2 separate regions of the Sus scrofa genome follow, and region 1 is linked to region 2. The links are chromatin contacts, called in public Hi-C maps. All regions are on one chromosome and are shown on one strand. The core of a region is the stretch at or near the end of the contact, and the rest is flanking DNA. Distances in the headings are between cores, read along the strand shown. Region 1 has its middle 69 kb from the start of ASPH. Region 2 has its middle 130 kb from the start of ASPH.

The links. Hi-C and Micro-C count contacts between places; a contact is called where the count stands out from the background.
Region 1: a Hi-C map of heart right ventricle shows a contact between it and region 2, with 3 times the contacts expected there. A contact is called at or near these places in 5 of 47 Hi-C or Micro-C datasets (heart right ventricle, liver and skeletal muscle).

What each region holds. Positions count from the first base shown.
Region 1 is chr4:71,830,825-71,836,863 of Sscrofa11.1, forward strand. No RefSeq gene overlaps it. Among named protein-coding and RNA genes, the nearest start is that of ASPH, 69 kb to the right of the region's middle.
Region 2 is chr4:71,767,270-71,773,849 of Sscrofa11.1, forward strand. No RefSeq gene overlaps it. Among named protein-coding and RNA genes, the nearest start is that of ASPH, 130 kb to the right of the region's middle.

The DNA.
Region 1 (6,039 bases), core at 1,032-3,531, 64 kb after region 2:
GTGGCCAAAAAAGAAAAGAAAAGAAAAGAAAATGGAATTTTAATAGTTTTACTTGGGATTTTAGGATTTTAAGGGAGAATTGTTCTTCTTTAAGGTACTGTCTTTCTTTTAGCTGGCAGGAAGAAGGTCTGAACAGTGAGATCTGATCAGTACTATCAAGTTTTGCACCAGACAGCAGTGCATATTTTAAGTAACACTCATATAAACAAGCAGCTTGGCATTTTAGAATTATCCCATCAAAGGAGAGAGAGAGAGCTAGGATATCTACCTGCAGCTCTAGAGGGTTACTGGCTATAGAGAGAGAAGCAAATCTGGTGACGCTAATTCCCCAGCACTTTGTTCTGTGGTGTTTATTCTAGGAGCCCACCCCTCAGGAGCTCCTGGAAAAGCCTCAAAGCCAGAAGGACAGAGCACTCGGGAAGGGTGGGATGGTAGGCTTTAGGAAGTGGGCATGAGCAGCACAGCTGGGGGCTGGCTATGGGAACTCCCTGCGCCTGCATGCAGAGCAAGAGAGGTAAGGACTCTGGAGCTGCATTCAATGACAGAGGGACAGTTGGGGAGAAACACTCAGCCCTCACCCGAGTGAGGCACACTCGCACTGGCACATGTGAGCCATGTTCTACTCCCCTTCCTTGAGTGAGTGTCGTGCCTCCTCCTCCTAATCTATGGTGACAACAATTCGGGTGAAAAGCACACTGTGTAGTAAATGGTTCATGAGCAAGACCTATGCGAGGGCAGGACACAAACCTTCTGCTTTGGTTGCACGTGTGATTTTAAAGATTTATGTGAGCTGAACAACTGCTATAAAGGATTTTCCTTTCCTCCCAGGTTTACTTTTCAACCATAAACTCTGAATAAACAAACTACTGTTCAGGAACCAAAAAAGCCATTAACAAAATGCACTACACTTGTGCCTTTTATATTTAACGTACCTTCTTTGCTGGTTAAACATAAAATATATTACCCTTCACTTTCTAATTGTAATTATGTATCTTACTAAATCTAGAATTAAAAGAAAAAAGTTTTCTTTTTTTTTTTTTTTCGTCTTTTTGCCTTTTGAGGGCCACTCCCGTGGCATATGGAGGTTCCCAGGCCAGGGGTCAAATCGGAACTGTAGCCGCTAGCCTACCTCAGAGTCACAGCAACGCGGGATCCGAGCCGCGTCTGCGACCTACACCACAGCCCATGGCAACGCCGGATCCTTAACCCGCTGAGCAAGGGCAGCGATCGAACCCGCAACCTCAGGGTTCCTAGTTGGATTCGATAACCACTGCGCCACAACGGGAACTCCAGAAAAAAAGTTTTAGACACAAGGAAGTTTACATTAGCACTTAGACATCATCTGACATATTTTCTTTATTTCTTTTTTGAAAAATCTACTGAATGGTACTATTTTTCTCCTTATTACTGTGGCTCAAGGTGTTCTGGTCACATGCAAAAAGCAGATCCCTCGTGCTTATGGAAAATTAAAAAGTCTCTTTTAGCCTAGCTGTACAAACCCCAAAGGTTTATAGTAACATCCATTAACATGAACTTGAATTAGAAACTTTGTCTCCTTTGCAACATCTTTTTTTTCTTTCTTTCTTTCTTTCTTTCTTTTTTTTTTTTTTTTTTTTTTTTTTCTTTTTGCCTTTTCTAGAGCCGCTCCCATGGCATATGGAGGTTCCCAGGCTAGGGGGTCCAATCAGAGCTGTAGCCACCAGCCTACTCCAGAGCCACAGCGACGTGGGATCAGAGCCACGTCTGCAACCCACACCACAGCTCATGGCAACGCTGGATCCTTAACCTACTGAGCAAGGGCAGGGATCGAACCCACAACTTCATGGTTCCTAGTCGGATTCGTTAACCACTGCGCCACGGCGGGAACTCCTGCAACGTCTTTAATCATATTATAATAGTAAGAGTAGTATCAGAATTCTGCTAACATAAAGGAGAGTGATTTCATGGTTTTTTGCTGTCATTTTTTCTGGTGTTTTTTTCAGGTAATAGTAATCTCCATGCCTAGGTTTGTAACGGAGCAGAACTCTGTGAGGCCTTCCCAGAGTGGACTCCCATTCCTGTCCTCCACCTACCTTTTTATCTATAGAAAAATATTAGTCAAAGAACCAGTTTAATCAGAGAAGTGAGCAAATACAGAGAAAAAGGAAAACAGTAGTAATAATTTAGCCATTCAACAAAGTCAAAGGCCTTCAGTTCTTTGAGGACTGTAGATAAGATTCTGAGTCATGTCCTTGGAGCTGTTTTGCAGATCTGAAACCCTGTCCAGTTTAAGAAGTTAACTGTGTGCTGCCCACAAGCACGCAGACCCCAGACTGGTTGGAACCACAAGGCTGATGACGATGACTCTCAATTACCTCACCACCCAGCAAGCAGGAAAAGGTCCCCAGCTGATCACACGCTGTTCCTTGACACCATAAAGCTCCTCACTATCCACTTCGGGGGGGGGGGGGCACAGCCCTTGAGGCACAGCCTGCTGTGTTTCCCTCTTGGCCTGGCAATTAAAGCTACTTTTTCTGTTTCCTCCAACTCTGTCTCTGCACTTCTATTTGGCATCGGTGTAGACAGGCAGCTGAGATTTGGGGAATAGGCTCCAGAGAAACGAAGCCTGAGGCACAACTTCATAGGCTAACACGTTCTGAGAGGACCTCAACCTCAGGGAAGCACCAGTTCACTGCAGTAAAGCCGAGGAGGAGCGAGGAGGGAGGGCAAACACAGAAAACACAGTACTGAATGACGGCTTGGTGACACGGGGAGTGTCTGATTGCTCTTGTCCTCAGAGAAGCTGTGGGAAAGTACAGTATTTTCAAACTGTATTCAAGAGGATATTAGAGGAATTATCCACTGCTTCCATCTCCTATTGGTCGAGTTCTTCTGTGGGCTGTACCTTCTCCTCATCTCCTAACCAGTCAGATCCTTCGGAGCCTCCAGCCTCTGCAGCACCCAGGATGCTCCCACTGAGGAGACCAGGAGAACACAGTCAGGGCCCTGAGATTAGGAGTGCCCAGGGCTTAGGAACAGCAGCCCCAGGACACAACAGGGTCTACAGCAGTGATGGCTGCCCCAGTGACAAGACCATGCCTGTGAGAGCAGGAATAGTTACGGCTGGGGCCTCACCACCCAGAAAGCAAAGCTAGTGCCTTAGTCCTGAGTGAAGCATCTATGGACTGGGGCGTAGCATAGACCCATCTCCTGTGTTGACTTTAGGGCCACACAACCATTGTTAAGCTCATCCGTAAGCCACTGTGTATTGACCTCAGTGTGATCCTCTATAAATGTTCAAACCTTTGCATGGTTTGAGACCCTGAAGAAATATATTGATTTATAATTTATAAGAAATCAGTAACCTACTCCTGGAAATTAAATCTGAAGAAATTTTATGGATTAATCCATTTTCAGTATTATTTACATAAAAAAGGGGGAAGAGTGTAAATAATTGACCATATGGAATTAGTTAAGTAAATAATGATGCATCTCCTTGAGGGATTATTATCTCACATTACTTCATTATTAAAAGGAAAATTATTTTTAAATATTGCAACATGAAGAAAATATGAATGACATAATGTTCAGTTAGAAGAGCAGAATGCAACACTTTCAAATTGTGATTCAAAATTGTGTTGCCAGAAGAGGCTAAGTCACACAGCAGTAAGAAACAAACTAAATGTCTCAATGGTTTAAGACAACCAAAGTTTGTATACTGCTCACAACAAGTCTGCTGCATGTTGGGGAGGTTCTTGTGGCCATTGTCCATGTATTGTCCATTATTCTTGCTACTAAGGATGAATGACATCCTTCCCTGAACCACCAGGCTGTCCAGTCACTACAGTTTCTGCTTGTTCTGTAAAGATATGACTACCCATGATCAGAAGTCATCAGAGGTGTCAAGGTCAAATATTAGGCAAACCAGCATCTAGAGAACAAGTGAAAAGAAAGGAGGTCCTGCCCTGGAAATGACTCATAGCAATGCATGGGTGGGGGAGCTTGGCTCAGCTGGGGCTCCTCTGTTCAGACACACCGTGACTGCTGAGATCAGCTTGAAATACTTGTCTGTGTACCTGACCCATTACCTGACAGCACAGCCACAATTTGTCTGTCTCTGGGTCATAGTTCACCTTGTACTGTCACTTTCGGTCCTGTGCTCATATTACCCATGAGAGTCCAAGAAGGTGGCAACTAAGAACATTTGATGACAACTGTCCAGCTTGCTGCAGCACAAACACTTTGTGGAGTTGAACACTTGATTGAAATTCTCTTGCTCCAGCCCGGAAAGGTAATATTTTCAGTTTATTTCACACAGACAGCACTTCTTCAGATCCGACAGAGATGTCTGTTTCCCTGGAAAAGGTCATTTATTCCAGTTTTTTAGGACTGAGACTCAAAATCTATGCTCCATTGGTAATTTAATATGGATATAAAAATCTTTTAAGAATCCTATGGATTATTAAACACTAAAATGGGCTTCTGAAGAAAATTGTAGGGTATCTTTTTGCCAAGTTCTTTAGTTCTCGGGGGAGCCAGGGGAACTGAATATAGTTGCTTTTCAAGGTGCTTCCCAGGCCTGTGATTTTATGATAAGGACCATAAAATCAATATGCCAAGTTGAGGGAAATTACATCTTACCAGTTGTGCAGAAAATAAATCTACAGTATTCTAGATTAGTGTTTATCACACAGTAAGTGTTGCTCCCTTAGCAAAGAAATGTTGCCAGTTTCTTTGATTGCAAAGAGTGCAGAAATGCAGCACACTTCGAAAAAGTTTAAGTACACTGAGCATTTAATTTAACATTAAATATGGCAAATATGGTGAAAGTTTTTCCTTAAAGGAAATCATAGGAAATTTCAAGTGTAATTCTGATTATATCCTTGTTAGCAAGACTGCAGCTAAAAAAAATCATTCAAAGGGTTAGAGCTAAATTAATACCATAAAAGAGCATAAATATATAAATAGACGAGCAAATGTCATGCCACAGTGTTTTTTTTAACAAAATCAGACTCAAAAAATTCAGTGATAAGATGGAATGTCAAACTAATATGAAGGAGTCAATAGACTTGGATAAAGAAACAATAACCAGGTAAAAAATACAACACAATAGCAAAATAAAGTTTAAAATACTTAGGAATTGGGAACTATGTCTAATCACTTATGATGGAGCCTGATAATGTGAGAAAAAAGAATGTATTCATGTATGTGTAACTGGGTCACCATGCTGTGCAATAGGAAAAAAATTGTATTAGGGAAATAACAATAAAAACTAAATAAGCAAATAAATAATTTTTTAAAAATCAAAAAATAAAATACTTAGGAATAAATTGAACAAGAAATTTATAAAACCTAAGTACAGAAAACTTTAAAATACCCCTAGAGTAGACAAAAGAAGACTTGAACAAACAAAAAGATATGTCCTCTTGAGATAGGATGATTAATACATGATTAAGAGGTTATTTCTCCTTCAACTGATTTATAAGATTAAGGTGACTAAAAAATTATAGGAGTTCCTGTTGTGACTCAGTGGGTTAAGAACCCAGTATAGTCTCCATGAGAATGTGGGTTCAAACCCTGGCCTCATTCAGTGGGTTTAGGATCTGGTGTTGCCCCAAGCTGCAATGTATGTCACAGATGCAGCTGTGGTCCTGCATTGCTGTGGCTGTGACATAGGCCAACAGCTGCAGCTCTAATTCGACTCCTAGCCTGGGAATTTCCATGTGCCACAAGTGCGGTCTTAGAAAAAAAATTATAAGGATTTTTCTGTAGCTACGAAAGCCAACACCAAAGTTCATATTGGAAAATAAGAGTTCCCATTGTGACACAGAGGTTAACTAATCCAACTAGTATCCACGAGGATAATCCCTGGCCTTGCTCAGTGGCCTAAGGATCTGGCATGGCTGTGAGCTGTGGTATAAATTGCAGATGCAGCTCGGATCCCACATTGCTGTGGTGTAGGCCAGCAGCTACAGCTCTGATTTGACCCCTAGCCTGGGAACCTCCATATGCAGTGGGTGTGGCCTAAAAAGACAGGAAAAAAAAAAAAAAAGAAAGAAA
Region 2 (6,580 bases), core at 337-2,836:
TGTCCTTGGAGATCTTCTTTCAAACTATATTCTACTCTCTCTGTCATGTCTCTCCTTATGCAAAATGTGAGTTATTGCTCTTGTGTGTATTACTTGTCATCAACTATACCAAAAGTCTGGGACCCTTACAGATAGTCTTCTTATGGTTGTGGTTCTTAATTCTTTTATAACCCTAAGCTATTTGCACTCATTTATAAAAGTGAAATATAGAGATTTCTACAGCAAATATAAGTTGTGGATCTCCACTCATTGATATCAGAATAAGCTTTATTACATATATATGCATACAACTACCATCTACTTGAGAAAATCTTTTTTATATTTCTTCATGACATAAAAATGTTAAATGGTGAGTGGTGTCTGAGACATCATTTCTCACAGTGGATGCATTTCACATGCCAGGAAACTTAATTAGGTAGGATGTTTAAGGTAAAGAGGGTTATTGTTGTTTCAATTTGCTGGGTTTGTTGTTCAGCTGCACACAGCTCTGCCTGCAGCCAGGCAGTCAGAGGCCACGTAGTTAGGCCACTTCTAATCTGTTGTTTCTAGTGTTATCAGTATAACTAATCATTGGTCCATTTTATTGGAATTATTATTTCATCAGACTAAATCTGAGGAGGAAGCCTGAAACATATCAGTTAGTATTGTAATACAGCAGGTAAGACTGTGAAAATTATAGATATAGAATGTAAAACTTATCTATGATAATGATCTTGATAGTCACTGAACTTCATGAAATTCAGTTGCATCATTAGAAATTATATAAATGCATATTCAGTACATTTTATAACTGTTTGACCGTATTATATATATAATGGAAATGGACTAATACTGATGTACCCCCAAACTCTCATGGCTCTGTAATTTGAATTTGACTATTTCAAAAGAGTTTTTACTTAATCCAAGAGAATTTATCTTGCAAAGGTTAGATCCTTACGAAATGTATTTCAAAAGGATTGCTTTTCTCCAGTTTGAACCAAGGTTTAAGGCTATAAAATATAAATAGGGAGCTTTGTTTTTAATAAGTTGTTATTAGTTCTCATCAAACTTACCATTCTTTTGAGAAAAAAAAAAAGGAAAACAAAGACAGTGGGCATTTGCACACAGGGAGACAATAATGTGAAATAATTTCCTCCACATAGCACCAGCTCTATTATTGTAAGCCTGAAATTGTTCATAAGTATAATAAGCCAATCATTTTCTCAAGTACGGTACGAAATTTAAATCTTAAGTCTTCCCAGATTTTGCTAGTATGGACAACTTAAACATATATTTCTCTGTATATTGTCATCATCCACATTATACTTGAAATCATAATCCTTACAAGATCCTTGGCACATTCTGAGAAAAGTTGCAAAATACTGTTTATGAAATTGGTAACAAACATCTATTAATGTGATACCGTAATATGAAATTGAATATGCAGACCTAGATAGCTGTTCCAGTTATTATGCTTGTGAAATTGAGGAGCTTAAGCAACCATTTATCATGCTCACAAATTTGGCTGTAAGACATTCAGGCAGGGCCCCAGGGAGACAGCCTGCTTCTCCGCTCTGATATCTGGGGTCTCAGCTGGATGACGCAAAGGCTGGAAAACAGGGCTCACTCACACATATGTCTGCAAGCTGATGTAGGCTGTTGGCTGAGGCCTTAGCGGGTGCTGTCAGCCAGAACTCCTACAATCAGCCCCACTGTGTGGCCTGGTTTCTTTTACAACCTTGTGGTGGGTTCACAGGAGAACACCCAAAGACTGGAAGGAGGCTGGTGGAAGTTAAACAAATGACTGTGGCCTATCTTGTTCTTGAATTCTGCCATATTCTCCTTGTCAAGGCAGCCACAGCTCTGTCTCATTTTGAGGGGAGGGGAATTCCATTCTACCTCTTGATGGGGGAGTGGCAAAGTTCTGGAAAAGGATACAGGACAAAGAATACTCTGTGGACATTTTTGGAAACTGTAATCTGCCACTTCAACCATGAAAGAAATATCAAAATAGTATGTGTGCCTAAATTAAACACTATTAGATTGCTATGTTGGGTTTTTTAAATGGAGATTTTCAGCCTCTTTAAAAGTCATATCTTTTGATTCCCTTGACTTCACTGGGCTCCTATTATTAGTGACTTTTTACATATAACAGTTACTGTATGGGTTGGTTTAAAACAGTCAGAATAGCTTTTGACACATAGTAATCAGAAGTGTCTTATGTTTATCATGTCTTTTCATAAAAACATTAGTAAACTGTTACAAGAGGATGAATGAAATAATGTGTTATTCACTCTGACATCATATTATAGAATTATTGTTCCAGAATTCAAATACTGAATTATATTGATAAAGGATTGTCTGCAAGGAGGATAACAAGGGCTTGCACATATCAAATACGTTACAGTGAGAACAAAGCACAGAACACCAAGCACAAAATGGCTCAGATGATCTCAAAACAGATCTGAATTCAAGTTTTTCTCAGAAATTTAAAATAGAGACTGATCAGAATCAGAGTACAGATTTTGGCCATACAAACAGAAATGAACATAGAGATGATCAGAATATAAATTATAAATGCAAAAACTATGAAAACCCATTTTAAAATCACTCTTGTTTGAAGATTGAAAATAACAATGTAATTCAAATTATAATTAATTCAGTAACTTAGAAATACACATACTGAATTTATTTTTGACATATCCAAAATAAATTTTATCCTATATATTACTGAATATTTCTCTAAACCATTAAGTTAATTTGGGGAGAAAAAAGAAAACACTGTATTCTAACTCTTGCAAATATGATAAATACACACGCTACTCTAGGCCAATACAAAGGTCATGTACTATAAGCTACAATTTAATAAGTTATTTATTGTTCCTAATTTTATTTTCTATAGATAGTATTTATAATCAATTATCCAAAAAAATGTTGTACAAAAAGCAAATGCTATAGGTAAATGTAAATAAATTCTCAGTGAAACTATTTAACCATACGGTGCTCAGTTTGGTTATGGAATTTGTTTTCCTCTGCAGTGATATGGTCTCCCAGAATATTTTTCCTCCTCAAAACATGCCAGTGTTCAGTCATGACTTAAATTTATCCTTGTCTAAAAAATAAATAATTCTCCAAAAGCAACAACTTTCTTGTCTGAAATTCAGAAGACACCTTATTTTTTAATCACATCACGGAGGTGAGGTTCACTGGGACCACTGAAGCATCTCTGGGCTCTTTTTATCACATCACAGAGGTGAAGTTTGCTGGGGCCACAGAAGCATCTCTGGGCTCAAAATGCCCATGGTGGGGCGCCTTGAGGATTTTAAGATCAGCTGGCACTTGTGTCCTGAGTTAAGAAAGTTCTGCCTTATTTTTAATTCTTCAAAAGCTCTCCTTTGCAATCTTCTATGTAATCTACCCAACATTTGTCCTGTGGTACTGGGATTGCAGGCACAATGATGCATTTTAAAACATTAAACTAGTATTGAATTCTGATGTTCTTACTAGGAACATAATGCACTTTTACTTATCAGTGACTTTTTATTTTATGGTATTCTGCTCAGTAACCAAATGCCAGATGGTCCTGAAACCAACTACTTCTGTGGATAGAGAATGCACGTGACAGTACTGTTTTCAAGCCTTATTGCTTTTACCCACTAGACACTAGCTCTTTTGATTTTTACACAATTACTGCCTTGATTTTTGCTTCTATCATCTCTTTCCTACACTATATTTGCTATTTGTCTTTAGCTTTTTTGTTCCATAATCCACTTTTACATTATTTCCTAAACCATGCTATTCCTTTGCCTAAAATTCTTTTTTGGCCCCTTATTATTAGCAGGATGAAGTGAAAAAAATAGTACGCAATCCTCTTTCCTGGACCACCTACATGACCAAGCTCTTCTCACACTATTCTTCAACCTTCTTTCTTCTTTTCTTCCTCTTCCCTCCCTTCCTCTATTCCTCTCTTCCTTTATTCCTTCATTCCTTTTAAAGTATTTATCCTAGAAATATATACTAAGATCTTGCTATGTGCTAGGTAGGGTCCCAGACTCTGAAATTCACTCATGAGTAAAAAAAGACCAATATTCTACTAGGTGTATAGACCAGTGAAAGCCATACTTCTACTGAACAATCCTTTCCCTAAGAGTTAAATTGCAATCATGACATCTGCTACCAAGAAACACATTATGTAAACCAGACAGCAATGGGAGGATTTGACCTAGGCAAAAGGTATCTGGGCAAGAAGATGCAGTAGGCTTCATTCTATGATGCGGCACAACTAGGAAGTCATAGCTGTTCGTGTTCATCCATTCAGTTGAGTTCCTACTGCACTGTTCTAGTGCTGGAGAAAATTTTAAGTACAAAATATGAAGACCTGATTCTCTATCTAGTAGTTAATTATCCAAATTAGGGAGGCTGGAGCTTGGTGAAGGGCCCTCTTGGAGGAGAGGATACAGACAGCCGAGCTGAGGTTTGAAAGTCTAAGAAGAATGATGAAGTAACAGCAGATAATTCGTATCCTCTCTCTTCTCTCTTTGTAAGTCTGATAGGAGATGGATCAATTGTATTGATCTTTTCCAAGAACTAGCTTGTTTTATTGATTTTTCTGTTTTTTTTTCACTTTCATTGATTCACACTGTATTTTAAAATTACTATTCCCTTTATTCTACCTGTTTTAGCTTTTATTTGCTCTTCTTTCTCCACCTACTTCTCCACCTAAGATTAGATGATTGATTTTAGATCCTCTTCTTTTCCAATATATACATTTAATGCTATAAATCTCCTTCTAAGCACTGTTTTTCCTGTACCCCACATACTTTGATTTTTAAAACAATTTTTAATGAGCTCAAAATGTTTAAAATTTTTTCTTGAGACTTCTTCTGGAGCTGTGTGTTATTTAGAAGTGTGCTGTGTTCATCAAACAAGGAGTTCATCGGTGTGGTGGTAAGGTGTGGACGAGGGAGAGTGTATTATCTTCCATCTAAACCTCGGTCTTCTAGCCAGCCTGTGTCTCAGGACTGTGACCTCACCAAGTACTTCTCTAGTTATAAGGCTCCTACTCCATATCCCCCTGTTGCCCCCTCCTTTCTCTAATTCCCAATTTGCTTTCCTGAAGTCCTGACCCTGCTGACTATTTTCCCCATTTTCTGAGACTGGAAGCCTGGAGAGGAGGAATTCTCTTCCCCGACCTGGGATAAATACCAAGTAAATGCTTTGCCCTGGAGCAGGCTTTGTTCCAAAGACTGTGGGCCTAATTTCAAAGTGGCTCTTCTTCCAGCTCCCCACCCTCTGACAAAGCCCTATGGGGATCTTTCTCTGATCTTCTCAGGAGAACCTGGTGGGTTTCTTGGAGGAAAAGTCCAAGGAAGTGTGGAAGCCCCAGAAAACCGTAACCTGTGGAGTTTCTCACTGTTATGAGCGTCCACACTCGGCCTCAAACAATTCATCAAAATCACAACAAATGAGTGTTGTTCCTGATAGTTTATGGTGCCAGCAGTTGATGTTCCAGGCAGGCAGACCCCAGATCCATCTCTCTGGATGTGCCTGTCCCTCCAAATTTCAGAGCGGCAGTTCTCTCTTGAGACCCATGAAAGTTTTGATTTTCATTTTGTTCAGCTTTTCTTGCTGTACTGTGGAAGCTGAACTGGGAAGTCTCCTCAACCTATTTTTAATGACTTAATATTATCCAGCTTCTCCAAATCCCCAGAGTCAAGAGCTTAGGTCATCTTGACTGTTTTACGGTCCTTTAAAAATAAGTTGTACTATAAAAAACTCCATTTCAAAGGCAAAATGAGTAATATGACATTAAACTTAACAAATTCAGGATATACACTTTTAAAAAAATCAGTAACAGAAAACAGAATGTAAATTAAATTTTGTAACTATGGGAGTTCCCGTTGTGGCTCAGCAGTAACGAACACGATCAGTATTCATGAGGACTCAGGTTCGATCCCTGGCCTCAATCAATGGTTAAGGATCCAGGTGTTGCTATGGCTGTGGTGTAGGCCAGCAGCTGCAGCTCCGATTTGACCCCTAGCCTGGGAACTTCCATATACCATGGGTACAGCCCTAAAAAAGACCCCCCCAAAAAAAATTGTAACTATGATGAGCCTTTGAGAAGATTTTTTAAATGACTATAACTATTAATCAGAGTGCATAATTCTAATAATGGATGGAGAATAAAATAATAAATATAAAGAAAACAAATATAACATTCTTTATAATTTTTATCACTTAAAACTGGTAAGGTCACTTACTACCTTAACTGACAGAAAACTGTAACTAGTATATAACTGTAATGTAAGTATATAATGAAGATTAAGGCAAGCAAGAATTCACGGACTTTTCTGACAAAGTAAAATAAATGGGAAAACTGTACTTTGGGTGGTGAATTTTTCCCAAGGAAATTAACGTTCTTATTCACTCAAGCTGCTCTATAATGAAGTTCTCTAGGGCATCATTTCTTTATCTGTATCTAGAGGTGACTCATATGCCCCAAGATCTCCATCTTGAGCTAACCAGTTAAGTTAATGGTAACCAATACTCTCTAGTAATTAAGGTATCTTCTAATACAGAAGGAGTCATTAATTTAAAGGAA